Regions from separate parts of the Triticum aestivum genome. Here region 2 is linked to region 1. Evidence: chromatin contacts called from public Hi-C data. All regions are on one chromosome and are shown on one strand. The core of a region is the stretch at or near the end of the contact, and the rest is flanking DNA. Distances in the headings are between cores, read along the strand shown. Region 1 holds the start of LOC123130968 (putative laccase-9). Region 2 holds the start of LOC123128362.

Evidence for each region. A called contact is a pair of places that touch in the nucleus more often than the background predicts.
Region 2: a contact with region 1 is called in a Hi-C map of leaf, with 8 times the contacts expected there. The contact joins the promoter of LOC123128362 here to the promoter of LOC123130968 in region 1. A contact is called at or near these places in 2 of 5 Hi-C or Micro-C datasets (both in leaf).

What each region holds. Positions count from the first base shown.
Region 1 is chr6A:540,339,648-540,343,659 of IWGSC CS RefSeq v2.1, reverse strand. LOC123130968 (putative laccase-9) reads right to left here and starts at 2,362. Exons shown (of 5, transcript XM_044550750.1): 1 at 2,237-2,362; 2 at 1,958-2,109; 3 at 1,611-1,855; 4 at 200-1,288; 5 at 1-104. The coding sequence starts at 2,362.
Region 2 is chr6A:540,501,837-540,505,848 of IWGSC CS RefSeq v2.1, reverse strand. It overlaps LOC123128362, which reads right to left and starts at 1,710. Exons shown (of 4, transcript XM_044548344.1): 1 at 1,554-1,710; 2 at 133-656. The coding sequence starts at 457.

The sequences.
Region 1 (4,012 bases), core at 1,113-3,612:
TGGCATGATCTTAGCTTCTTCCGCCTTGCCGTTCTTCACAATAAACACGGTCTCCATCCCCCAGACCATGTGTCGCTCGAAATGGCAATGCATGAACCATACACCTAAATCAACAACCATAAAACACAAAGGTGAAGTTAGAAAAACCCTCACAATGAGCCATAGAAATGATGAAAGAGATGCCTTAATAAGCACTCACCTGGATTCGCCGCCCGGAAGCGGATTGCGGCCCAGCCAGCCTTGGGCACGGAGACCGTGTTCTGGTACGGCGGGTCATCGAGGTTGTACGTCGCCGGGTCCTTGTGCCTGTCAAAGTTACCAGCCCCTCTCCCTACCACGTAGAAGCTGTACCCGTGAAGGTGCATGGGGTGGCTCTCGCTACCGAGGATGGACGTGTCCTGGAAAACCACCTCCACCACGGTGCCGTACTCCAGCACCTTCACCCTTGTGTCGCGCGCCGTGAACCTGAGGTCTAGAGGGAGGTCGTCGGTGGTGTAGTTAAAAGCCACCGCCGGGTTGTCGGGAAAGTTTGTCTTGGCGACGCCCAGTAGCACCGAGGTGTAGTAGGCGCCAAGGATGGCCGTGCTGGGCATCTCGAAGCTGACGTTGTTGAGGCTCGCCGCGAGGCTGTTGTTGCGGGGGCCCTTGCACAGCTCGCCGGGCGTGCAGGGGATCTCATTGACCGCGATGGTGATGAGCATGTGCTCGTCGACGAGCCGGGGCACGTCCACCGGGTGCTCCTCGCTGGCGAGGGACTTGAGCTGCACCGAGTAGGCCTCCGCCGCCGCGCTGTCGTTGATGGCCGGCAGGGCGGGGATGTCCGACATCGCCGTGGCCTGCGGCGCGTCGATGTACTCCAGGACGGCGGTGGTCGTGCTGTTGTCGAAGCGGGCGAGCGGGTTGGTCGCGTACGGCCTTGCCGCCATGTAGTACCTCGTGTGGTTTGAGCGGCCACGGTCGGCGTTGAGCAACACGGTCTTGGTCTGGCCCGGCCCGATGAAGACGTGGTCGACTGTGAACTGCTTGGTGTAGGCGGCATCGGTGCCCACCACCGTGAGGCGGTGCCCGGCGATGGCGAAGAAGAACTCGTTGGTGAGCGCCGCGTTGATGATGCGGAGCATGTAGGTCTTGCCGTGCTCGACGGGGAGCTTGAAGGTAGTGTCACTGGAGCATGGGAACAGGTCACCGGGCTGGCCGTTGATGGTGTTGGCGTCTGACGGCTGGAAGTCGCCACCGCTGCTGAGGGCTTCGGCGAGCATTTGCCCGACGTCGCGGTTCCACCACTCCCCTGCATGCAAAAATGTTCACACAATCAAGCCTCACCCCAGGTCCCCAGCACGCGATCGAAGTTCAAGAAGGAAGGTTTTTTAATTTCGGAAACAGAATAGTTTCGGACCTGTTATTTCGAATTTTGATATTTCAAATTTCACTTAATTTTAATGAATTCTAACATAATATAAATTTATTTTGAAATCAGCTTGAATCTACCTCGAAATTTCAGGGTTAAAGATATTTTGGACCCCACTGGAATATGCGATATTTCAGAAATTCACTGAAATTTCGTTGAAAATTTTAACCAAAGGAGAGCACCAGCGTTTGAGCATGCGTACCGAGGATGATGGGCACCTCTCGGTGCGGCTTCGGGAAGGGGTAGGCGGCGCCGCGCCTGGGATGGATGACGATGGCACCGTGCACGGTGGCGCGGTCGAAGTCGCTGTGCGCGTGCCACCACAGCGTGCCCTCCTCCTCGGAGAAGATGATCCGGTAGGTGAAGGTGTTGCCGGGCTGGATGGGGCACTGCGTTATGTAGGCCGGGCCGTCCGACCATGGGTTCCGCGGCTGGTCCACGCCGTGCCTGCACATGCACAGAGTATTAGCAGTGTCATTCTGTGCAGAACTTAATGCCAATGCCATGGCCTGAAACAAATAAGTCCATTTCTGAGACTAGAAAAACTACCAGTGGATGGTGACGTTTTGGTCGCCTTGGTTGTGGACGTTGACGAGGACGACGTCGCCCTTGCGCGCGAAGATGGTCGGGCCCGGGAACTCGCCGTTCACGGTCAGGATGGTCTTCTCGCTGCAGAGCCGGGTGTAGTTGGCCTCCCTTATCTGCAACAATGGCGGCCGCCGTTTTGTCATGCATCATCTACTATCAAGCAAATTTTGCAGACACCTGGCTACTAGCACATCGATCCATTCTTCAGCTGACGGGAAGCAAAATGCATGATGCACTTACGAAGAAATCGTAGTGGCAGCGCACGCTGCCTGAACCTGAACCATGAGCGGGGACGGCAGCTGCTGCGACACCAAACGCTAAGGCCACACATAGTAACCAAACTAGATGTATCTTACTGATCGCCATTGCCGGACTAGAGATCGATCGAGCAACCAGTGGCAGGAGATAGCTAGCCAGTGTAGGTAGCAAACCAGGTCTGACGAGTGAAGAATATGCATGCCATCTGTGGTACTACTTATACACAGGGATCTCGCCAAGAGGAAACACGACCGATGGCGAAAAATTCTTCGTCCATGGATGACAGTTCGGATGAGGAACCGGTCGTGCAATTGAGATTCTGCTATTCCGGCAGCATGAAACATAACGCGAACGTGCATCCCGATGACAACGAGCTGTCCCTTTGGAGCCTTCCCTGTGCGAAGACAAGACTTCAGTACGAATGGGGCTCGAAGTTTGTCAGCGCTCGAGCATGTGTGGGGAAAAGGTCAAGAAACGAACCTGGCTAACCTTCAAGGCGTTGGCCATGCATAAGTTTATATGTTCCAGCGGAGTTCCCAATATGTCGTAAGTAGCACCGTATTTCCTTTTTTTAGCACCGTATTTCGATGGGTATGAAGAACGCATGGGCAACATAGACCTTTGTGCGACACGTTGCGTCACTCTCTCACCGGCTGTCTGGGTATCTAGAATTTGACGTGAGTTTTTCGCTAGGTAAATGATTCCGGCCGGGGAATCAATTTGCGGTTGGGTGGTTAGGAGTACGGTGCTATCTTCGGTTTATCAGGATTCAAGTCTTAGACTTATCGTGTTGGAAATATGCCCTAGAGACAATAATAAAAGCATTATTATTATATTTCCTTGTTCATGATAATTGTCTTTATTCATGCTATAATTGTGTTATCCGGAAATCGTAATACATGTGTGAATAACAGACACCGACATGTCCCTAGTGAGCCTCTAGTTGACTAGCTCGTTGATCAACAGATAGTCATGGTTTCCTGACTATGGACACTGGATGTCATTGATAACGAGATCACATCATTGGGAGAATGATGTGATGGACAAGACTCAATCCTAAACATAGCACAAGATCGTATAGTTCGTTTGCTAGAGTTTTCCAATGTCAAGTATCTTTTCCTTAGACCATGAGATCGTGTAACTCCCGGATACCGTAGGAGTGCTTTGGGTATGCCAAACGTCACACCGTAACTGGGTGACTATAAAGGTAGACTACGGGTATCTCCGAAAGTGTCTGTTGGGTGACATGGATCAAGACTGGGATTTGTCACTCCGTATGACGGAGAGGTATCACTGGGCCCACTCGGTAATGCATCATCATAATGAGCTCAGAGTGACCAAGTGTCTGGTCACGGGATCATGCATTACGGTACGAGTAAAGTGACTTGCCGGTAACGAGATTGAACGAGGTATTGGGATACCGACGATCGAATCTCGGGCAAGTAACATATCGATAGACAAAGGGAATAGCGTACGGGATTGATTAAATCCTCGACATCGTGGTTCATCCGATGAGATCATCATGGAGCATGCGGGAGCCAACATGGGTATCCAGATCCCGCTGTTGGTTATTGACCGGAGAGTCGTCTCAGTCATGTCTGCTTGTCTCCCGAACCCGTAGGGTCTACACACTTAAGGTTCGGTGACGCTAGGGTTATGAAGATATGTATATGCAGAAACCCGAATGTTGTTCGGAGTCCCGGATGAGATCCCGGACGTCACGAGGAGTTCCGGAATGGTCCGGAGGTAAAGAACTAT
Region 2 (4,012 bases), core at 461-2,960, 160 kb before region 1:
AGCTACTATCATGTTCATTTTTTCAGTGACAGACTCCATTCATTATACTGTGAAGAGATGTGCATATTACACAAATAGAAACATGGCAAAACAGCATCCACGGTATGTAATCAGGAACAAGTATATATATACCTCCTCCAGGTGTAGAGAACTCGCCAAGATCAAATCTTTGCAGAGAGGGTGTCCAGCGTGGAGCCTGAAGGCTGTCAACAGGACTACCAAAATAAGAAAGTGCTCCATCAGATACAGAGTGGTGGTGATTCAGGTACTGGTCACTGCCAAATGCACTTCTACTTCCTTTACTATGTGATGATAGTGATGACACATAAGGTGGATGATCGTGTGGAGCATCAGGAGTCCTATGAGGCAAACCGTCTGATGAGTACATGCAGTCCCATCCCCGCGATGGAGGAGAGAAGCTCGAATTCATCCGCCAACGAGGCTCTGTAGGATCCATGGAACAGTCTCTGCTAGCAGGATTGGACTTTGTCCCATGTGGCCTAGCGGCCACGCAGCAAAGAGCGCCCGTCTTGACTAATTTGCCCAATCACGTGCAAATACTACTAGCTTATTTTTGCTCGCAAATAAAGCTTACTCGCAGCGTCGATAACTTGTTATTTTCAAGTCAAGAGACAGAGGGCTTCAAACAGTGTCACCTGTGGCATTTACAGAACAAGTTAGCAACGACTGAAATAGTTTTTTGTTCTAAATTCAAAGGCTATTATCTTGATCTACAAAAGGTCACTGACTTAAATAACAAGGACCTCATCAAACCCACAACATGTCTCTCGCATACAAATCAGCATATTCTGCACCAAGCAAACATTTTATGCGTAGTAAAGTTTGAGGTTCACCAGGCTGACTAGTTCTTTCTTTTGTAATGTTCCAATGACGTTTTCCTCCCCCCACCTTAAATATGCTTATGTTTCAAAGCCACGAGATTCAACACTACCTGCAATAGCACATAACAGCATGGTGTGCGTGTGCGCAACACCAACCTAGTTCTGAAAGCGGGGGCAGACTCGAGGTTCAGTTAAACCCTCAATTTCTTCTGAAAATAAGAGGCTAGTTCAGGGTAACAGGCACCAAAATACGTATACTTGAATATGAGCTCGGACAGTCCAATGGCGAATCAATCCAAACCCGGACAGATCTTGGCTCCACGCCAGTCCACAGTCCAGAGGACAGCGGAGGAGGGTTACGCCTACGGGCTATGCGACACCAGTTCTGGTATACGCCCTATCTGACCTCACCAAACGCCGGCAGCCCCCCATCCGTCTTCCCCAACCTCTAACCTAATACCTCCTGCTCATCCTTCCCCGCAGCCCCGTCAGCACCCCCAGCGGCTTCTCCGCCTAGCCGACACCCCGGCACCGCCACCCTCGGACTTTTAAACAGGAACTTCCCCTTTAGATTAGAATATTTCAGAACTTTTCTACTGTCTAATAGAAAAAAAGCATAAGACTTTCGACAGGAAACCCCGATTTTCAACGACGAACTGAAATGTTTCGATTCGATTCGTCTTTCAGCGGGACGCGTCGGGGGGTTCTCACCTGCATGCCACGAGTCTGAACTCCCGACCGAAGCGCCGGTCGGCGGCGACGCTTTAAGCCAGGGGGGAGACGAGGCGCGCGCGCGTGGAGGGGGTGGGGGTGGGGAGGCGCGCGGCGGGCCTAGGAGCAGCGCCCTCTCCGGCGGGGGGGGGGGGGGGGGGGGGCGGCGGCGCGTCGGGCGGCGGTGGGTGGCAGTGGGAGGAGGAGGAGGGCGAGGAAGCGGTCGGGATGGGAATGGGAAGCGTATCATCACCCTTTCCAGAACAGTAATGTGACTCCGTTGGAATGTAGTTTGGGCGCCTCGGGGCCGTGGGATCGGGCCACGGACGGCCCCGATCGGCCGGTGGCGAGATATTTCGGTGCAGATGCTAGACTTACCAACGAAGGCACAACACCTGACGGGCTCGTGCCGTCGTGCAAGTGCGGTTTCAACGTAGCAACGCATGATTGGTAGAGCCCAACACCGTCACTGGCGAGAAAGAGGAGTAGGCAAGGGTTTTGATTGCTATGCCTTTTGTCATGGTCCACTGATTAGTTCTTGATGAGTATAGTATACCATACGATATTAGAGCAAGTATTGTTATATTTTTCTTATAGCGGCTTTAGAGCATCTACAGCGGCATATGACAAATATGACCCCTCAAACGTGCGCGGACTCCTCAAATTAGCACAACTACATCCGGACATCTCATACTAGATTCTCAAATCCAAACAAAAGCATGCAAACGAAATAACCTACGTACGAAATAGATGATCTAGCTACTCCTTGTCGGAGATGTCCACTATATTCGTGCCCGACTCCGACTACATGGGCGGTAGCTGCATCTTCGGCTGCTTCGCTCCGGCCTCCACCTCCTCTATCTCTGCGTCGAGTTCGATGAAGAGCGCGTCGGACGCTACCTGCTCCTGCAGGAGGAACTGCCGGTTGGCCTCCACATAGACCTCATCCTGGATGGACTCCAGGATGGCCTGCTACCCTGCCATCTCCATGGCTTGGGCGAGGGCGAACTTCGCCTCCGCCTCCGTCATGTTGAACCCCGGAGAAGGCTGCTCCGCCTCGTCCTCCTCCGGCAACGACGAGAAAAGTGTCGAGGAGCTGTGCGAGCGAGAGAGGTTAAAAATAGCTTGTGCAGTTTTGTTCTATTAATTTAAAGACTAAGAATCGGTTTTAGTGAAGAAAATATGTTGATAGTTCTTAGGGCATCTCCAATGTCGCCCCTCAAACCGTCTGCACACGTCCGGGCCGAGTTGTCCGGACATAGTTTGAAATCCAAAACGGGTCGGTATTTGCCCACGGACATGGATGCTTGTACGTATTCCCGCAAACCATACACAAACTGGGGGAGAGGGGATGCGGGCGTCCGGACCTCACCACGTAGGACTTCGATACCCCTAGCCCCACTCAAATCCCCTCTTGGACCACATTTCTTCACTCCGCCCATGCTTCCCCCTTTCTCAGCATGTGCACCCTCCTTGCCCGCTGCCACCTTTGTACCTCTCCAGCCGCCGCCCAGGCATTGCCGAGCCCGTAACCCAACCCACGTGCATGCCCATGTTAGACTACGCCGTCGTGCACCTTGGATCCGTCTGCAGCCAAGTACCCTCCGCCCCTGCCGATGATGTCCATGGCGGACACTACGCCCAACAGGTCTTCGATCAAATGCCACTGAGCTTTCTTTTGACCTTCTCGTTGTTTCCTAGAGTAAGCACGATGGTGGGGTACTTGGTGATGGAGGATGAGCTGATGTGCGATGCATGTTTAGTCCTATCTACGGACTTTGTAGGCATGAGACATGGGGCTCGACCTTTTGGCAAAACATGCATTCTTGGTTTCATGTGCAAAAGCACTTCGCGCTCCTACGACTTGGATGTGATCCATGAAACACAATGCAAAGTTCCTAGCCCATCGATGGTACACCATCTTCAACTCCGTCATGAAGTATCACAATGCGATTACACAATCGGAGAGAAGACCACCGGGTGCGTCAATCATGGAGATAATAAGTTTTGCTTCTTGTTGCCCTACATGTTAGTCAATTCATTGATTCACTCAATGTTGCAACTTGGTAACCATCACATTATATAGCCCAGACGTGCTGCCATGTTGTATCACAAAACCGAGGGCAGGCCATTTACGTTAATACATTGTTGGATGAAACTCAAGGGGCATAGTGTTGTGGATCGGCATGTGTGAATTCCGACTAGAGTATCATTGATTTTGGAGTCGATGAGTTCGAAAAAAATTGTTGAACATCCTGTTATCTCTTTTTTCCTGAGAAACTTTCAATCTATTCAACTTCAATCATGATAGTACAAAGAACATTAGAGGTAATAAAAATACAACCAGGTTCGTGGACCACCTAGCGATGACTACAAGCATTGGGGTGAGTCAAAGGCGCGTCGCCGTCATCACCCCTCCCTCGCCGAAGCCGGGAAAACCTTGTTGCACTAGACATTTG